2 separate regions of the Mus musculus genome follow, and region 1 is linked to region 2. A link is a contact called in public Hi-C data. All regions are on one chromosome and are shown on one strand. The core of a region is the stretch at or near the end of the contact, and the rest is flanking DNA. Distances in the headings are between cores, read along the strand shown. Region 1 overlaps Lpp (LIM domain containing preferred translocation partner in lipoma). Region 2 overlaps Lpp (LIM domain containing preferred translocation partner in lipoma).

Region 1 (3,543 bases), core at 760-3,259, 170 kb before region 2:
AGCTCATGGCACATCAAATGCTTATTATATAAGACTAGGGCAAGCATGACAGCTTTAAGACCACATCAATTGTTGTTGTAGAAATATGAATACCCAGGAATGTTTCATCATCGCCCTCCTCCAAGCCTATAGACTAAAGATAATAATCTTTCATTTTATGCCTAAAGAGCAACATCAAAGACAAAAGCTCAAGAGGTAAAGAAGCCAAAGCTCACACAAAGGGAAATCCAAACGGCAGCTGCCAGTGCACACGTCTCCCTCTACGCTTTTCTCAAGGAAAATTAAAACAAACATTTCCTGAAGTTTTGCAAAAGCTAACTCGACCTGACAGAAGGAATTTTATGGAATTCTTGTGAAATAAAAGGCAGTGTTGCCTGAAAGCACTTATAAATCTTGGTAGACAAATGTTTATATCAAAAACAGTTGTGGACTCTTTATCAAAAGCAAAAAGAATTACACAGAAATAAGATGTGTGCATGAGGCCATTAGAAAGGCGTGCCTTCTTTGCTATAAAGATGGGGCAGAAGGCTGGTGCTGGAATATTAAAAGTCGTCTGACTGATGGGTACCTTCCTGCAGCCATGTTGCCTGTCCTTTTTCCACTGACATCTTGGTGAGACTTTCCTTATGTTAACAGAGCGTCTTTTGGGGGTACCTCTGCTACCACGGGCAGGGTACATCCTACGCTGGTTCCTCACTAGCTATGACCTCGTGAGCTACCATAGCTAGTGCTGGATTCGCTCTGCCTCCTTTGGGATAGTTTCAGTATATAAATTGTTAACCTGTATATCTGTTTTCAGATGAGAGAAGGAAGCACAGAAAATACTCAGAAGTAGGTGGGGATTAGCCTTGCCAGAAACTCTTCCTAGGATACTTGGTTCGACATGTCTCCCGGGGCTCAGTTGCCTCATCTGCAAACTGGGAAGGATAAGTGAATCTGTCATACTCTATGAACTGTGGTGCCCATTCATCTGTGACTTGGGAGCTATTGGCACAGAGTTCTACTGATTACACAAATCCTCTTACTGACAGCCATGACAAGAACTAGGCTGTTGTATCTGACTTATGGGAAATGGAACCCAAGCACAGTCACTCGCTTTGGGAGTCAGTAACTAGAGAAGCCTCTCTTTCCCTGAGACAAGCAAATGACCACTAGAAACCTTGGATAAAACCTAGGTTTAATGATGATATAATTATCGTATTATCTGTTGCTACCATTTACTATTACTAAAACATGAATCATACTGACAACAGAATAGGCCCTGTGCACAGAATGCCAAGAACCACACTGGGTGTAGGGAACTTTTATAGGGGATCAAATACTTGGGGCTACAGGAACCACTGGATGGATGGCTATGAAAAAAATTTCATGTAAGTTTGTACAACATCTTGCCTTCACCAATAAGACTTGTATTGTTTCATCCCAAAGGAAGCAAAACAAATCTTCAGTACAACAGGGAAACATTTAGCACTGATGGGAAATAGTCCTTGAAAGACACATTTTAAAAAACACACTTGTCTCTTTCAAGTAAGGAGAATCTAAACATACGAGCAGTCTAATTAAAAGGGTTAGAGAGCAGGGATATCCTTGAACAGGTTCGTTATACTCTCACCCTGCATCTTCTTGTGCTCCTGGGAATTCATTTAATTCTCTATGGGTTATGATTACAGAAAAGACCAAAAAAAAAAAAAAAAAAAAAAAAGAAAAAGAAAAAGAAAAGAAACTGGGGGCTCATGTGGAGTGCAGAGTGGCTGGATTTGTAAGTGAAGACATTTTGCTCAATGGAATCTTTCCTCAGTTATCTGCCAAGGCTCTAGCAGCCCTTCAAGAGCATAGAAACATGTTCAAACGGGTTTTGCCTGCAGACAGAGGGACGCTAATTGCTTTTCTCAGATTCTCTTGAACCTTCTTGCAGGCAGAAGCATAAAAATAGCCAAGCTGTGTACACTGCCTCTAGGATCCAACCCTCCACCTGCAAAGAGGAATTCATGTTTCAACTTTTGTCTCTTCCACAGGTTTGCTTTGGAGCCTAATTACCAACTAAGTTTGATGACAACATAACTGGCTCCAGGGGCTTCTTGTTCCTACCAAACAAAACAAAAAACAAATTCCTGAAGCAAGTCCTGCAGGTTCCACTGGGAACCCTGAGCTACTGATGCAACTCCAGCTGGGGGTGCTTCCCTCCCTGCCTTCAGTCAGCAGGTCCCTGGAGAGGCTGCCTCCATCGAAGTGGACCAGTTTCAACAAATATTTACTGACAAATGGCTATTATTTTAATAATAATAATTTGCAATCATTTGTTGATTCACAGCCAACAAACATGCTCATGGATGCTATCTCACTTGATGAGCATAATTCCACGAGGAAAGTACATAAAACAGGGCTCATTAGCTTAGTTAAACAGATGAACGTTTATACTGCTGGCAATAGTAAACTTGGGGTGTGAGATCTAGTGCTATCGACCTGTTACTTGCCTTTTTCTTCAGTCCGCTTTCCAAGAGGCAGCCCAGCTCTGTTAGAAAAGCACTTGCAACAGTCCAGAGACAAAGGATGAGGTGCCCTTCACCAGTCTATCTGTCAATCATGGGTAAATCACACACTGCCTTTGAGGAATGCACTATCTTCAACATAGCAGTTCTGGACAACATGCAGACCTGTTTAACACAGAAATGAATGTCCTGTGGTAGCTCCTTGCCAATGGAGGTGGTTCTGTAGAACCTTAAAAACTACCCATACTGTACACAGGAAGCTATAAAGGAAGTACTTTATCAGATCACAGGCTGTTCAGAACAGACTTTATTTAGAATGAATCAACCGCAGCTTTTGATACCTGCCTAACCATCTCACTGGATTTAGATAATGTAAATCTGTTATCTTACAGCTTCTAGGGGCTTCTTTGGGTCTTTGAGATACATTCTTAAGATATTTAGACTATTAGCACAATGTATTACCCAACAGGTATACAATTCGGAGCCAAGACTTTTTGCTGGCTAACAACCAAAGGCCCATCTTTGGTTCCAGAGCCAACTCATCTTGCCTGGTGAGTTTCTCTCTCTTCAGTCTACTGAGATGGATCCTAATATAATGTAATGTGCTCATGATTAAGTTACATCTCTACACATTCATGTTCTGGGCATTGGAAGCAAATTCAGGTCTACCTGGCACTCACAGAGAACAGCTATAATAAAGTCAAGTCACCCACAAGGACAGATCACTGCAATTGCCTTAGGGCATTGGTTCTTAGCCTGTGGGCCACAACCCCTTTGGGGTTCCAATGACCCATTCAGAGGGATCATCTAAGAGCATCAGAAAACACATATTTGCATTACTACATAACTGCAGGAAAACTGCAGTTTTGAAGTACCATTGAAAATAATTTTAAGGTTGGGGTCACCACATCATGAGGAACTTTATTAAAGGGTCACAGCATTAGGAAGGCTGAGAACTACCATCTTAGAGCCTGTCCTCTACAACAATTGATATAGAAAGCTTGTAGAACAAGGTCCTTTCAACTTGCTTTTTCAGTCTCTCAGAATAAACACT
Region 2 (3,489 bases), core at 761-3,260:
AACACCAGCTTGATCGAACCCAAGCTTTTTAATGATTATACCTCCAACACATAGTTTTCTACAATTCTGATCTTTTCATAAGTGAAAAGAACAGAATGGATAAAAGAAATACAAGCCAAAACACTATTTACTCTCCTGGGAGAGCTGTATGGTATAAACAAAAATAATGGTTATGGTTCCTAGAATTGGAACCCTTGCTGGGTTCGTACAAGAAAGGATGTTGCTACTGGCACAGCAGAGTCTCACAGAACATATAATGAAGCCACAATACAATGGGATGCTTACACTGCTGCTACTATTAGGCCACTTCCATTCAGTAGGGCTAACTAAGGACTTGTTTGTCCTTTGGTGTTTCAAGGTCTATTAACTCTGTGTTGAACACAACATGCCTCAGTTTGTTTTCCCACCTGTGCTCGTCTCTCTCCCCAAAGACTACAATTTGATATTTACGAAATTAGACAGGAATGCTGTATAATCTTCCATTCCTCAAAATTATATAAAATTATTCAGAGGACAAAAGAATAATGTACACTTCAAATCATGTGCCCTTTTCTTTAACCACTTCCAACAGACAGTGTCTCCTCTCTCTCTCCTCCCCCTCTCTTATCTGGCTAGAGAACACAATGTACTTTGGAGATAATTGACTGTGGAATATGACGATGTTTATTTAAAAACAGGTCACACCGACTGCACTGTGAGAGTCTTCCTTTATCCCCACACTGATTCTCATCTAAGGGAAAGGCATAGCTCTGTGTGCTGCAAATCAGCAATGTGGCCCTTAATTACTTCCTTAGATGTCACCTGCTGGGACAAACCCACCACAAACATGCCCTCATCTCTGGAGATCCTTGAGTTGTGGAAAACTCACACCAGATTACTCATTTAGAATAAACTGTAATGAGCAGAAGCCTATGTATATATAATGTTAACAGTATGGGCAAATACTTCAAGAACACCACAATATAGCTTACTTGCTCAGGAATAACACAAATCCCAGAAATTTATGTGTGGGAAGTGTGATTCTAAAAATCTGTTATTAGTCTTTATTATGGTATAGAAAACAATTCTGTTCTTTCCTTGAGGTCAGAGTTTCTTCTCCTGCCTTGGCAGGGTTCTGTTATTTTGACTAATACATGTCAGAAGAAAATAGAATAGCATATAAGAAATACATGGAAAGCCAATGGCAACATGCATTGGCTGGTCATCCTATGCCAACGACTTAAGTTAGAAGGGGCATACCTGTATCCCAGAGGTAGGTCTGACTTAAATTCTTTGCGTGTCTGTGATTTTCAGCATAACAGTCTATTCCTAACACTATAAAATATTCAGCTTTCATTTCTGAGTCTCTTCCAGATCCTCGGTATAACAAGTGGCTCTGAAGATATACTGAGCCTAAAAAACACAACAAATCTACCATCCCAACCACCCAACAAACAAACCAAGCAAACAACCAACCAGCCATCCAAACAACCACTTAAACAAAAACAGGATCTTCACTTAAAGGCAACTTCCTATGCAATCCCCATTCCACACTTGAAGTAGCTTTCCTGTATCCTAGACAAGTGTCCCCTCTCTTCCCACCAACCCCCACCTGCCTTCTCTCTCTGCCCCACCAGCACCAGCCTGGCCACTGAAATCTCTTTAGTTCTGAACTCAAGTCAGGAATTAGCATTCACTTCAACACTTACTAAGAACCTATTGTGTCTTTTGAGAGACATGAGGAAATGAATGTTCATCATTTCAAGTGAAGACTACATCATTTCTCCACACCCCAGGATATCGTCTCATTTCTCACTGTAACAAGTTACAAAACACAGAACTTCTGGATCTGGTAAATAGAATGCTGATTTGCTGGGGCAATTTCCAACCTCACCCCACCCTGCAAAGAGACAGAGCCTCTTTGATACTCATACAAAATTATCTGTATTTCCCTTGTGCTTGTACACATAACTCTACATGGTTCAGAACACCCTGTCTGGGCACGTCAAAATAATCTGGCAAAGCCTGTTCTCACATTATTTGTGGGAAGAGTAGAACCAAACGTCCTGGTGAGCTCTCGAGAACAAGCTGTCTTATGAGAGTTATAGTCTACAATTCCAATGAAAGGGGATTAGAGACAAACGCAAAGCTCAGTGCTGACACCGCTGTAACCACACTCCCCTATAGTGCCCGTACAATGGACTAGAAACAGCACGAAAAACCAAGCCTCCCTAATAGCTCAGAGTGTAGGGATGAGGCTGTTCCTGCAAGCTTAGAGATGGCACATGCTTGCTCTTTCTCCATCCAGTTGTCAGTGGACTCAACTCACTCAGAATCTCTAACCTAAGCAGAGAGAACACTTGGATCTAGGATGCCTTCAACAACAGACACAGATGATTTCTGACTCAGTGCTCTGTATGTCATAGGTTGGGTGGAAGGAGCACCAAGCACTGCTCGAGGTGGCAGAATCTAAGGGAATATTACTGCCTCTGCTCTAGTCTATCCTATCTCCCACACCTAGGAGTTCTTATGTAAATGATCCAAAAGTTAATTTCTCCACATATTTCTTTTCCCACCATCTTTGATGGCTGGCTCCACATCTTCTGCTTTTTATCTACCACATAAGGAAAACGACCAGCATATAAGTGGCTATGAGTGTCCATGGACGAAATCAGGAAAGTAAGGGATAAAAAGCATACTGTACATAAGCGTTATCTCTTCAGTGATAATGTTAAGAATGACTAAAAAAATTTCAGGATGGCCTCTTGAATTCCTGAGAAAATGGATTCAAATCTAAAATGGAGCTGAATCTGAAGCATTAAGTGTTTCCTGGTACTGGCTTTTTATTATGGACTATATGACCATGTATTTTATATGGAGCACTTCTATCCAGCCTTTGCGTAGGTCCTCTGAAGCTATATCGTGGTTGAAGTGGGTAGTGTTCTCTTCTAGACTAATCAAACTAGGAAGCTTATTTGACATTTCCACCACAGAGTCAGTAAGCTGTGTGAGGAACCATGCAAAATATGGGATCCAAAGGCTAAACGCTGGCCAGGCATGGTGGTGTACACCTTTAATCAAGATATTTGAGAGGCAGAGACAGTCAGATTTCGGTGAGTTGGAGGCCAGCCTGATCTACAGAGTGGGTTCCAGGATGCCAGGACAGCTAGGACTGTTACACAGAGAAACAGTGTCAAAAAAAAAAAAAAAAAAAGTCAAAAACCTTCAAATTAATGCTCAAGACCAAAATAAAAAAAGCAACCAGAAAAAGTGTTACAGTCTACCATCTTCAAGGATGCACCCACCAAAGATAGATCTGCAAGACAGAGCGGCAAACATACAGCAATGATATGCACATTACATTTTTCACTTACATTTCTGTCCTTTTACTTGTACATTTTATCACTCTACATACCTGCCCCTGTCAAAGGGTTGGCAGATTCTTTGTGCTGGCGTACTGGTCCTCACCCAATCTAATTTGGTTTTAATACATCTACATCACTGGGGTAA

The links. Hi-C and Micro-C count contacts between places; a contact is called where the count stands out from the background.
Region 1: a contact with region 2 is called in a Hi-C map of epidermal suprabasal cells, with 2.3 times the contacts expected there. The contact joins two enhancer-like sites. A contact is called at or near these places in 2 of 484 Hi-C or Micro-C datasets (brown adipocytes and epidermal suprabasal cells).

What each region holds. Positions count from the first base shown.
Region 1 is chr16:24,946,902-24,950,444 of GRCm38.p6, reverse strand. The region is part of intron 10 of Lpp (LIM domain containing preferred translocation partner in lipoma); the gene reads right to left. Among named protein-coding and RNA genes, the nearest start is that of Gm52245, 7.3 kb to the right of the region's middle. Within about 2 kb of position 2,009, at least 21 of the 459 cell types and tissues checked have an H3K27ac peak or open chromatin away from gene starts, as enhancers often do. A contact at or near this core is called in epidermal suprabasal cells, where this site is marked.
Region 2 is chr16:24,779,257-24,782,745 of GRCm38.p6, reverse strand. All of the region lies in intron 8 of Lpp (LIM domain containing preferred translocation partner in lipoma), which reads right to left. Among named protein-coding and RNA genes, the nearest start is that of Mir28a, 47 kb to the left of the region's middle. Within about 2 kb of position 2,010, at least 10 of the 459 cell types and tissues checked have an H3K27ac peak or open chromatin away from gene starts, as enhancers often do. A contact at or near this core is called in epidermal suprabasal cells, where this site is marked.